Regions from separate parts of the Anas platyrhynchos genome. Here region 1 is linked to region 2. A link is a contact called in public Hi-C data. All regions are on one chromosome and are shown on one strand. The core of a region is the stretch at or near the end of the contact, and the rest is flanking DNA. Distances in the headings are between cores, read along the strand shown.

The links. Hi-C and Micro-C count contacts between places; a contact is called where the count stands out from the background.
Region 1: a contact with region 2 is called in a Hi-C map of subcutaneous adipose tissue, with 2.2 times the contacts expected there. The contact joins two enhancer-like sites. A contact is called at or near these places in 3 of 8 Hi-C or Micro-C datasets (liver, skeletal muscle and subcutaneous adipose tissue).

Annotation. Positions count from the first base shown.
Region 1 is chr2:94,845,017-94,850,284 of IASCAAS_PekinDuck_T2T, forward strand. No RefSeq gene overlaps it. Among named protein-coding and RNA genes, the nearest start is that of EDN1, 12 kb to the right of the region's middle. Within about 2 kb of position 1,360, at least 4 of the 8 cell types and tissues checked have an H3K27ac peak or open chromatin away from gene starts, as enhancers often do.
Region 2 is chr2:94,699,332-94,704,536 of IASCAAS_PekinDuck_T2T, forward strand. No RefSeq gene overlaps it. Among named protein-coding and RNA genes, the nearest start is that of HIVEP1, 14 kb to the right of the region's middle. Within about 2 kb of position 2,905, at least 2 of the 8 cell types and tissues checked have an H3K27ac peak or open chromatin away from gene starts, as enhancers often do.

The DNA.
Region 1 (5,268 bases), core at 110-2,609, 140 kb after region 2:
TCACTGGTTTATTGCTCTGCTACTAATGGCACTAAATAGCTTTAGATGTAACATAAGGAAATCTTTTGTGTTAGATTTAAGGCCACATTATGAGCCCTAAAGCCAGAACTTGCATTAAAGAACCACAGTGCTATATTCTCTCCTGTGCTTCCTGCCTGGCCTCTGCAGAGTTCACTGTGTTTCTGCTGGCTTATACCAATACAGAAAAAAGGGAAAACACTGCCACTATAGGGACAAATGCAGGGCTTTGGCAGGCATCTATACAGTGCAGAATGACCTTCCTTGACAGAAACTAAGGATCATAATGAAATTATCATGCAGCAGATTTGAAATGAGCTAAATGATATTTCTTTAATACCAAATACAAATTAACCATAGAAACTTGCCATGAGATGCTGTGAACACTAAAGGCTGATCTGTATTCAAAGAACTAGATAATGTCTAAGAATAGGAACATGTGGAGGGCCGCCCCATGACACCCTTCCTGAAACAAGGAATATGGGTGAGAATGGGATGCACAAGGGATCTGAATGGATACACACAGGGTTGCAGTGTAGACCTTGAACCCGGGAGAGGGTGAGCAAGATGAGCCAACCTTCCTGGGCAGGAATGGGCCCCAAATCTCACATGTCTTCTGGCTCTTGAGTTTCCCGACTGCTGGTTGACACAAACACTTTGGGATGCCCCTGGGCTACCTCTATGGCATCTCAGCTCTTTTTGTTTTGTTTTGTTCTGTTTTTGTTTGTTTGTTATCTAACTTCAATGGATAACCTTCAAAGATTTGCCAGACTTTCTCTTTTGTTTTGTTTTGGTTTTAATACAAATTGCTCAGGATGGCAGGATTTACCTTATTTAATTTAACTGTGTTACAAGAGACTGTATTACAATTTTTCATACATAGATATCCTCAAGAATTATTCATTCAGGCTATTTCACCTCCTGCCTGGAAGCAGAAGAAAACATCTTACCTTAGGACCTCCTGGTGCATATTTTTCCATCTTTTATTTATTCTTATTTTGCTATTAGACAAATCACTGGGCAGCATGACAAATGTGGAGAGGCTGTTTCCCTCACACTGTACATCTGGATGTAAATCCTTTCCCTATGTATCACACTTTCATTAAGCCCGAACCTTAGCTTTACAGCAGATCTGCAGTATAATTGCCATGGATCTGTACCTTCTTTCTTCACAGGTTTGCCATGGAGTGTGAGAACTGGCTATTGCCTCTGCTCACATAGAAAGCGACTGTGTGAAAGCTTAATCTGTTCAGAAATGATGACCCTGGCAGCGATGTATTTATAGAAAGAAACTGCACAAACTTTCTGAGCTGTGCAGGGAAATATCTATGCCTTTTCAAGTCTGGCAGAGATGTCCTTGTAGAGGGGTGTGGGATGAGCTACGGAGATAACACTGCTCCTCATACAGCAATTGTGAGAGAGGGACAGAAAGGACTTCTGCAATTTAATTGTGTTTAAGCCATCTTGCCTGAGACAAAAACTTAAGTATATGCTTAACTTTAAAGGTGATGTTAATGCCCAAGAACCTCAGGTAAGCATAAGCCTTGTAATAATTTAATCAAGATGTTGCACAATTTTCAGAGTAGTCCCTGCTTTTCCTCCAGACATGGGTTTGAAGATGAACTGCAGGAGAAAGCGTATCAATCAGTCTGTGTAAAGACCTAAGCCCAGAAGGATAAATATGGACTAATTGTTCCTCGCCTGCAGCAGTGTAAAATGGTTTTAAAGAGCCCCCTTGTTTCAGGCACTGATGAAAGAGGAAGCCCGTCAGACAACGGGATCTGGCTGGAGACAGGCTGTGTTACCCGTCTTTGGGAGGGAACACTGGCTTAAGCTGACTGAACCTCCCTATGGACATGCAATTAGGTGGGTTGCTTCCTTCAGAGGCTCAAAATGGCGAGAGCTGAAACAGGGCCTGTTACAGGCATGCTCGCACAGCATTTAGTGGCCATTCTTGTGATGGGTTCTTTAGGAGGTTCTGCATCTCCCCCACACCGTGTCCTTCAGGTATTTTATCTTAGTTGTGTGACCATCTCCACAGCCATCTCCTCCCCAGGGCCCTCTCCAGTTCTGTCCTCTTCCTTCTCGTCCCATCCATACCCCCACTATATCTGACTTCAGTTAACAGCTGTGTTTTTATTTTTTTTTCTTTAGGTTTATTTTCTTCTCCTTTTAGAATTGCATAATGCTTTGGGTCTGCAGGCTGTGGTGAGGGATGAAGTAGTTAAAACAAGGGTAAAGAAGCTGGAGATGCTCCTCATTATTTATCATAAAAGAGCAAGTTTGGGTTTAGTCCTGAAAATCTTCCAAATCTCAAGCCTAGAACCTGCATCAAGCAGAAACTTGTTTCTTGTCTGCTCTGAGTGAAGCTATGTGTAGTGCTAGGTACAGCCCAGTGGGAGGAAGGAGCCAGGCCAGCCAGCAAGTTACCAGTCCCACCAGAAAAGCTGCTGGAGAAAAAACGACAAAAGGCAATTTGGTGATACTGGGAGTCAGGGGGAGGAGAAGGAATTGGTTATTTCAGAAGGATTAAAAGGTCAAAGGCCTCAACGTGGAGAAGTCAGCCCCAAACCACCTCAAGCTGTTAGCATGGGATCAGCTGAAAAACAAATCCAAGGGCTAATTCTTTAGCATGCTATGAAAGCAGTGTGTGTCAGGGAAGATGTTCGTCCACTGCTTGTCCTGCTTCAGGGATGAACTGGTGTGATGACCCCATGCTGATGTCCCTCCAGCTGTGACACAGCCTCCCCCTTAGTCCCAGGTCTGCTTCCCCCCCCCCCCCCCCCCCCTTGCATGTAAATACACAGAAACAGGTAGGGGTAAGGAGGAAGCCCAAGGGCAAATTCTTCCTTCCCCTGACCAAATACAGGGCACTGTCATTTCTCTCAGGAGGAGGGGATAGCGGGGAAGACAACAGCACATCATCCACAACAGTACCTGTGTTCCCAAGCAGGAGTCAAGGAGCTGTGTTATTCCAGCATGAGGAGGATGTATATGAACATACCATGAGTGGTAGGTGGGGAATCCCAGCTGTGTCAGGGCTGATTTTGACTTTGCATGACTATGAGTATCTAATAGTTTGCTTCAAAATAGAGGATACGTTCTGCTTTCTAGTTGCATGGTGGCAAATGGGAAGAAATGATGAAGGGTTGTGCTGTGACCATCCCAGGGCTGTGACTCTCCCTGGTTGTTATCCCTCACCTCAAAGATGTAAAGAGAAATAGCCTAAGCAGCTTTCTCCACACCCAGCAAACTCAGTGTACCCTTCCATTTCCAATCCATTACATTGTCCTGCCTCATAGTCAAGGATAGGGAACAGTTCTACACCATCTGCAGGTTTCCTGTGCTCAACAGCTGTTTCCAGAAGTTGCTCCTGTACTCCCCCAGATAACCAAAATAAGCTGCAGAGCAGGAAAGAAAAAGGCACCCACTCCCACCCATGAGGCTGCCCGTTTCATTTTTCTCTTCTCCAGCCTGAAGGGTATAATCTTAGTTACCTCTCCTTACAGACTCCAGCTCTCTAGTTGACAGGGCTCTTCAGCAACCCCAAATCAAAGCAGCTGATGTCTGTCTTTGTGATTAGGGGCCTGGCCCACAGCTGGCTTTAAAGGAAGAGGTCTCAGGGGGCTCTGGATGAATCCTGAACTGCAGACTCTAGTGCCTGATGCTGTGTGGTATCTCTCTAATTCTTGCTGCACTTCCTTTACCTAAGGCAGGTGTTATGTTCAGGCAGACCCCTGGTGAAGAACCTGGCGAAGATCTGCTCTGCCAGCCTGGGACAGGTAGAGTGGTGATGGGGCTGCAGGCGCCACCTTGCTGTTCAAAAACCAGCCTCCTGAGGCTGCTTCTCCCCAGCTCGTGGTACTAAACCTGAGAGCAAGGCACCACCTAGAGGCATGCCGTCTGTAGTAAGGCTGGAAGAGGGAAGCACAGGAAGGCTCCAGCTCTTTTCTGTGAGAAAAACATTGTAGTGTGGTGCTCATTAGAAACTAAAAGCATCGGAGTTCTCATTTTCCTGCTCCTTATTTTATCAAAACAAGTTGATTAGTTCAAACAATAAGTGCAAACCTGGAAACACTCTGAGAGACTAAGCTGTGGTCAGATAGACCAGGAGGGAAAACTCAGCCAACACCAAAAACTGTCCTGTAGGAGACTTTAATTGAGATATAATCCAGGCAAGATGCTCTTGATTTACTAGTAACTTGGTTTAGCCATTTTTTTGTGGAAGTCCCCGCCTCAATGTTTATGAATTAAACAAAAGCAGTTTTTGCAATTGCTGGTTTTCATCACCCAGCATATATCACAGCCTTTTAATCTTAAGTAGCTGGAGCAGTCTCTCCAGCTCAGAAAGGACTAGGATCAGAGCACTCTTGAGGCCAGCAGGTATTTCTCTCTTCTCTTCATGCAAGTCATTTCCTTTGGTACTTGGACACTGAGCTGAGGTATCTATTCCCTGTTCTGAACCACATGGGTTCCTGTCCTTGTGTTCAGACCTGCTTCCCAGATCCTGGGGACCAAGTTCCTTCAGAAAATAAATCCATCTGCCTTAGCTTTCTACATCTTTCTCATTTTCTTCTTTACAGGTTATCCTTTTCCTTTTTGCAACATCTCTTTCCACTATAAACCTATTACTAGCCTCTCTAAGTGGCAATTTAAAAAATATAGCTAAGCTTTTGAAAGTGGGGTTCATTTGTTTGTTTTGTGCCAACATCATGAAGTTTATTGAGTCTCTGAAAACTGTTACTAGTATAAAGCAGATCTCCATAACTGTAATTATCACAACTGGAGACTAGCCCTGGTTCTATTTGCACTGAGATTTGGCGTTTTCCTACATTAAGTCTCCTTGTTCAGTCACGTACTTGGAAGAAGCTTGTTTTGAAAACCACTTGAGCATGTGCTTAAGGATGTTCTTCAAGTCAGTGGAATTGGTCATGCACTGCTGAACACAGGTTAAGAGTTCAAATGAGCCCAGCAGTGGGGACCTTGCAGTTTTGGGAGCTGCATGGATTTTCTGCAGAAATTGTCTCTCTTGTATGGCCTCCAAAACACATTTATTTCCCGCCTCTTTCCCGGTTCATGTTGCTCTGGGACTAAGCCAAATGCTGGTGTTCCACTGCAAAAACGATGAAGCGCCCTGCAGTTTATTCATTGCTTAGATGCATTTCCCATGCAGTGGGCCTATGCGTCTGATTCAGGACTCTTAGAGGACAGAAGTTCAGGCTGCGTGCAACTAATCAGTGCCCATTTTTA
Region 2 (5,205 bases), core at 1,655-4,154:
GTGCTGATGCTTATTCTTGCAACAAAATTCAACCTAAGTTGTTCCCTGATCAAACAAAGTGCTGTATAATGCTAAAGATTCTGAAAATAAATAAATAAATAAATCAAATTGGGCATTTAAAAATAATGAACAAATGGGTATTTGTGATACTACTGTGGTGGGTGTTGTAGATATTAGTAATCCTGTCTCCACCGCAGGGTTTGAAAGGCACCATTACTAAGGCTTTGGTACCGTGCCTTGAGCAATACGGTGAAAAAGAAATATTGAACAGGAGCTCATTAATGGTGCAGACACAATGTTCTGGCTGTATCAGATCTTGTCTTAGGTTGCTAACCCCTCAGATCTGCTGGCAGAAAAGCACTTCTAGCTGCTTCTGTTTGCAAAAATTGTCTGACTTGGTGGGGGCACAGATTTGTCTGACCTTTATATATATATATATATATATATACCCAAAAAGAAACCACAAACCACAGATCATTCGACAGAACTTGCGTTAAGAAATTACTGCAGATGGAACTGTTCTGGCAGATCAGAAAGTGTGATCATATGCCTGGCAGAGAAGGGGTGGTGAGCAGCTGGCAGGAGGACCAGGGCAGTAGACTCTTGCTCGGGATGAGCTGTGATCAAAACACACCTGACCCTGCTCCACTGGAGTGCCACCCCCAGCTACATGTGGTGCATGCTGTGGCTTCCCCCAGAGCAAAGTAACACGAAGTTGGTCTGCTGTACTCACCGCTCAGGACAGAGCCAAAGCAGAGTGGGCAGTCTTTCTTGTAGGGTTTCCTGCCTACAGAGTGCCGAATTTTACAGTCTGAGTAATGTTTTCTGTGCAGGTTTTTGTGCCTAAGTACACATAGAGATACATGTTATGTAAAATATATGTGAATCATGTGTATGTGTGACTTTCCACAACAAATTATCTTTTTGCTATCTTTTCTTTGCCATGCACCAGAAAATACTCTAGGGGGAGATGAATCAGTCCTATACCATGGCCAAAATCACAGTGAGTCTATCAAGTGGCCCTCACAGGGAACATTTAAATCCCATAGGTATTTGAGAGACGCTTAGTAAATTCTGATGCTCTTTAAATATTAATAGCTGGTCTGGCCTGTTGGATGAATGATATTTTGGAAATTTTTCTGTGCAGATCCATGATTTACCAGTGTCTCAGTTGAAGAGGAATGCTTCCTTTAGTTGAATCATTGTGTAACATGTCTGATTCACTGTGGAGTCCTGATTCACTGTGGAGTTACTAAGTGTTGTGTCCCGAATTTCTGGCTGAAGTAAATCAGCACAAGGCATCATTTTGGGGGTGGAAGTGGTGAAGGGAATTTTTTAAATTATTGTCCACAAGTCCAATGTGAACAAAACTGTTTTCCCAACCTAAAGTGAAGACTGAAGGCTTCTTTGATTTATGCCAACTGCTGGTGGCCCCAAGAACAGTATGAAAGGAGAAAGCAAAGGGGACAAGTGCAGCAACTCAGCCTTGCCTGGTGGTGGGGATGTCCTAGTCCTAATCCTTACATCATCCTCAAATATAGAAATCGCTCTGCTCACTTTGTGGTAATTTGAATTGCCAAGTTAGGCAATTCCCTCATCATGAAACTGGATAGCTTTCAGACTGCTCTGGGTTGTCTCTATTATTCCATCAGGCTGAAATGCAGATATACGGAGAGCTAGCAAACCCACTTCTCTGCTGTGGTGTGGTATTTGTGTACAAAATGCTTGTTTTGGTTAAGAAGGCTTTTCCAATGGAAAGGAGGTATAATATTGGCAGAACTCTGATTTCTACCAATTATATGTCTTTTCTGCACTGAAGGAAAGATTGAAAGGTAGTTACAACTGAAGATCCATTTTGTGTAGACAAAAGGTGCTAGGCTACAAGTGACATGGGTGTTGAGTGTAGGTCTTGAGGTGGCTTACAAGACCAAGAGGGCCTGGGACACATTACCAACACCTAAACCTTCCCTGAGGAAGCTAACTTTGTCTGTGAGGAGAAAAATAATCTATTCTCCTTTGAGAATGAAAACTTGGTTTAAAAGTGGAAATGGTCTTCTGATAAACAGTACCATAAAGCTGGAAAGAGCTTTCTGTGACAGCTTTCTGGATGTGATAACCTGGAATAAAGGTCAGTCAGCTGAAGGGGCTATCCACACAGAAACTATTTATGTTATGTACAAGTTGTGCAATTGATTTTTGTAATCCCAGACAAAAGTAGACTCTTCTGAATCATTGTCAGCCTGTAAAAAGCTTCCAAAGACCAAAACTGCTGCTGAAAACCCAGCAGATGGTGGTCAGCTTCCATCTTGGCATCCACCATTACTGTTCCATCTACCTAAAATTGCTGTTATTAGTTAGAAAAGGCATTTTTCATTTCCTGTTCCACACTCATGTGTGGAGTTACCGTGCACTATTAGCAACTAAATGACGGTTTTCATTTCAGAAACAGATGAGGGCTGGATCCTGGCAGCTCATCTGTAACTGTGGAAATGGGAAAAGGTACAAGAAGCTGCCTGTTCATAAATGTATAAGAATGGTGCTCTTTTCATCAAGTTTTTGGTTTTGTTTTGTTTTTCCCTCTCCTCAGCCATGGTCTCCTCTCCACCAGGAAGACCATGCTTATGTAGTGTGAAGAGGAGCCCTTGCTGCATCTCTTCAGCAGGTTGCTCTGTAGTTTCTAAAGCATTTTGGACCTCCTCTGGTTATGCATGCTGAGCAACAGACAGTGTCTACAGTTCAGAGCATGATAGCTGCTCCTGGTGACTGGGGTTCATGTGAGTCTGGTTCATTTTCTCTGAAGTTGCTTCAGAAAGTGAAACTGCCCTTCTCCTCTCCCTGGATAATCCCCTTCTGCCAATGGTCATGCATCACCCTCGATGAATTATTCTGTATAGATGGTTTTGAAGTTCTATTGAGTCATCTGTGCAATCCAGGATGGTTTGCTGTTTTTCTGGCTCCACACACACGCATTTTCCAGAACAACCCAGAGGGAATTGCCCTATGCAATTGCTCATCAAGTCTTGTAACTCTCATACGCAATACCCTGCACAGTTCTTCTTTGCCACTTCTATCTCTCTTTCCAAAGCTTAACACAGCTCTTGCAGTATTCTTGCTTTCCTGGTTTTAGCTGAGGTAGGTGACAAATGCATGTTTGCTTTGCAGTTATCTCTGCTGGTTGAAGATGTTGCCAACCCAGGTATTCTATTGTTCCTGTGCCAGAGGTCACCATTCCCACTGACCTGCCAGCAGCTGGAAATATGTTTACATATGTTATTTGCTTCTTTACAAAATTAACTCATTTAACTTAAACCACTAACGAAGGCAGTCTAAACTAGCCCACATGCAGTGGAGCAGCTTGGGGAGTGTCCACACAATCCCTTCTGCTGCCAGAGCTGGAGTAGTAAATTTCATGCAGGACACTAGTGTGCTTAATTATATCAAAAAATAAAAAATAAAATAAAAAAAAAAGAGTAGTAGAGGATATTTATCCACAGACTTGAAATCCAGCTGACTTCCACCTGTGCCATTGGTGGAGGTGATGCTAGGGCATGGATGGGATTTTAAATATTAGCAAATTCCAACACAAACTAAATTAAAATTTAATTACACAGATCTGTAGCAAAGAGGAAAGAAAAAACACAATATCTCACCTCTATTAAAGGATTTGAATTTGTATGGGAACATTTGCAAAATTAAATGTTTAAGAAAAATTGTTTCAGATGATTTGGCCAGGAATAATTATGACTTAAAAACAGACTGTAAATACAAAGAAAAACAAATTAAGCTGGGACATGACGTAGAGGAAGTCTGTAATGAAAGTAATTGTTTTATATTTAATATATTGTTTTCAGCAGCCCCAAGAGGTCTTGCTGCAGGATCATTGGGATCTAATCCTTGTCCCAGGAAACTCAACTGTTGCAAACCTGATCCTGTGTGTGTGTGTGCATGTCTGCATGTATGCTGCTTGTAACAACCCAGCCAATGGCAAGGGCAAGTTCTGGGAATGCAAATTTTTGTCAAAATTCAGGCCATTTCAGGATTCAGTGCAGGGTGCAGCCTCGTGTCAGATACTCATTAGTAAGAGCAGAGAAAAGGCAAACAGCACATGAATGATTTTTTCAGTTTATTTTTAACTTTGATGGACTACAGGTGCCACTGAAGACCACAAATAATAGAGAGCAGATTGGAAAGGTTACCCCTGTGGACTGGAAAGATCAAAGGGAGAATTAATTTGAGGAAAATAGTTCTAAACATAGCAGGTAGCAGCAGAATTAGAAAGCAGTAATGTATATAAAAAGATAGGATGTAGGAAGGATGCAGGAAGTGCAAGAGGAGTCTCTGTAGAATTATAATACTTTGGAGCAAGGCAATATAAAAAGTCCTTGAAGAGATTTTTTTTTTTAGGCCTTGATATAATTTTGAATGCAGGACATAGTATTTGAATATTTGAAGCTTGGAGTTTGAATTGAAATTTGCAATCCCTTAGCTGTGTCTTTCTTTAACTTTTCAATCTTTTTCTTTCAGTGTGGCATCAGGTACATTTTTATAGCTAGGAACTATTCCAAGCCTTAGAGAATCTAAAATCATCTGCCAGGTGTTTGGAAATGAAGAGAAGGTGTTTAAGAATCAGAGTATTAACATGATGACATTACATTACGTGTTATACATACATACAGATATACAAGTCTGTATATGTAAACAAGTGTAGTTTGCAACTTCTTTTACTCCTTCTGTTGGGGCCCCAAGGCCACTTGCAGGCCTTAATGCCCTGACCAGCCTCACCTGTGGTCTCCACCTACCTTAAATGCTCTCAGAAAACCTTTTAAGCTTAGCCTGAGATCATCAGTCCCTGCCTGAGCTATTTGGAGGAGTGCTGGTCTCCAGCTCAGGTGCGCCTGGCCGTGGAGTCCTTTTATCCTGAGCTTTGTATGCAGATTGGTCTCCCAGCTTGAACTTGGCTCTGCCTCATCATCACAGCTCTGCCTGGAATTTTCTAGACCTGACCCATAGACTGGCTTCCCGGTTTGACCTTAGACCTGCCCTATCACTATGCTTTTGGCTTGTGACATGGGCTCTTGGTTGGACCCGGTTACCATCTTTGAGTCTGTCCTGCTCGGTTCACTCAGGTGGTGTGGGGCAGGCCATGGGATCACCTCAGCTCCTCACCTCCTCTTCCCTTGAGGAGAAGACCTGCTCTTGCTGCTC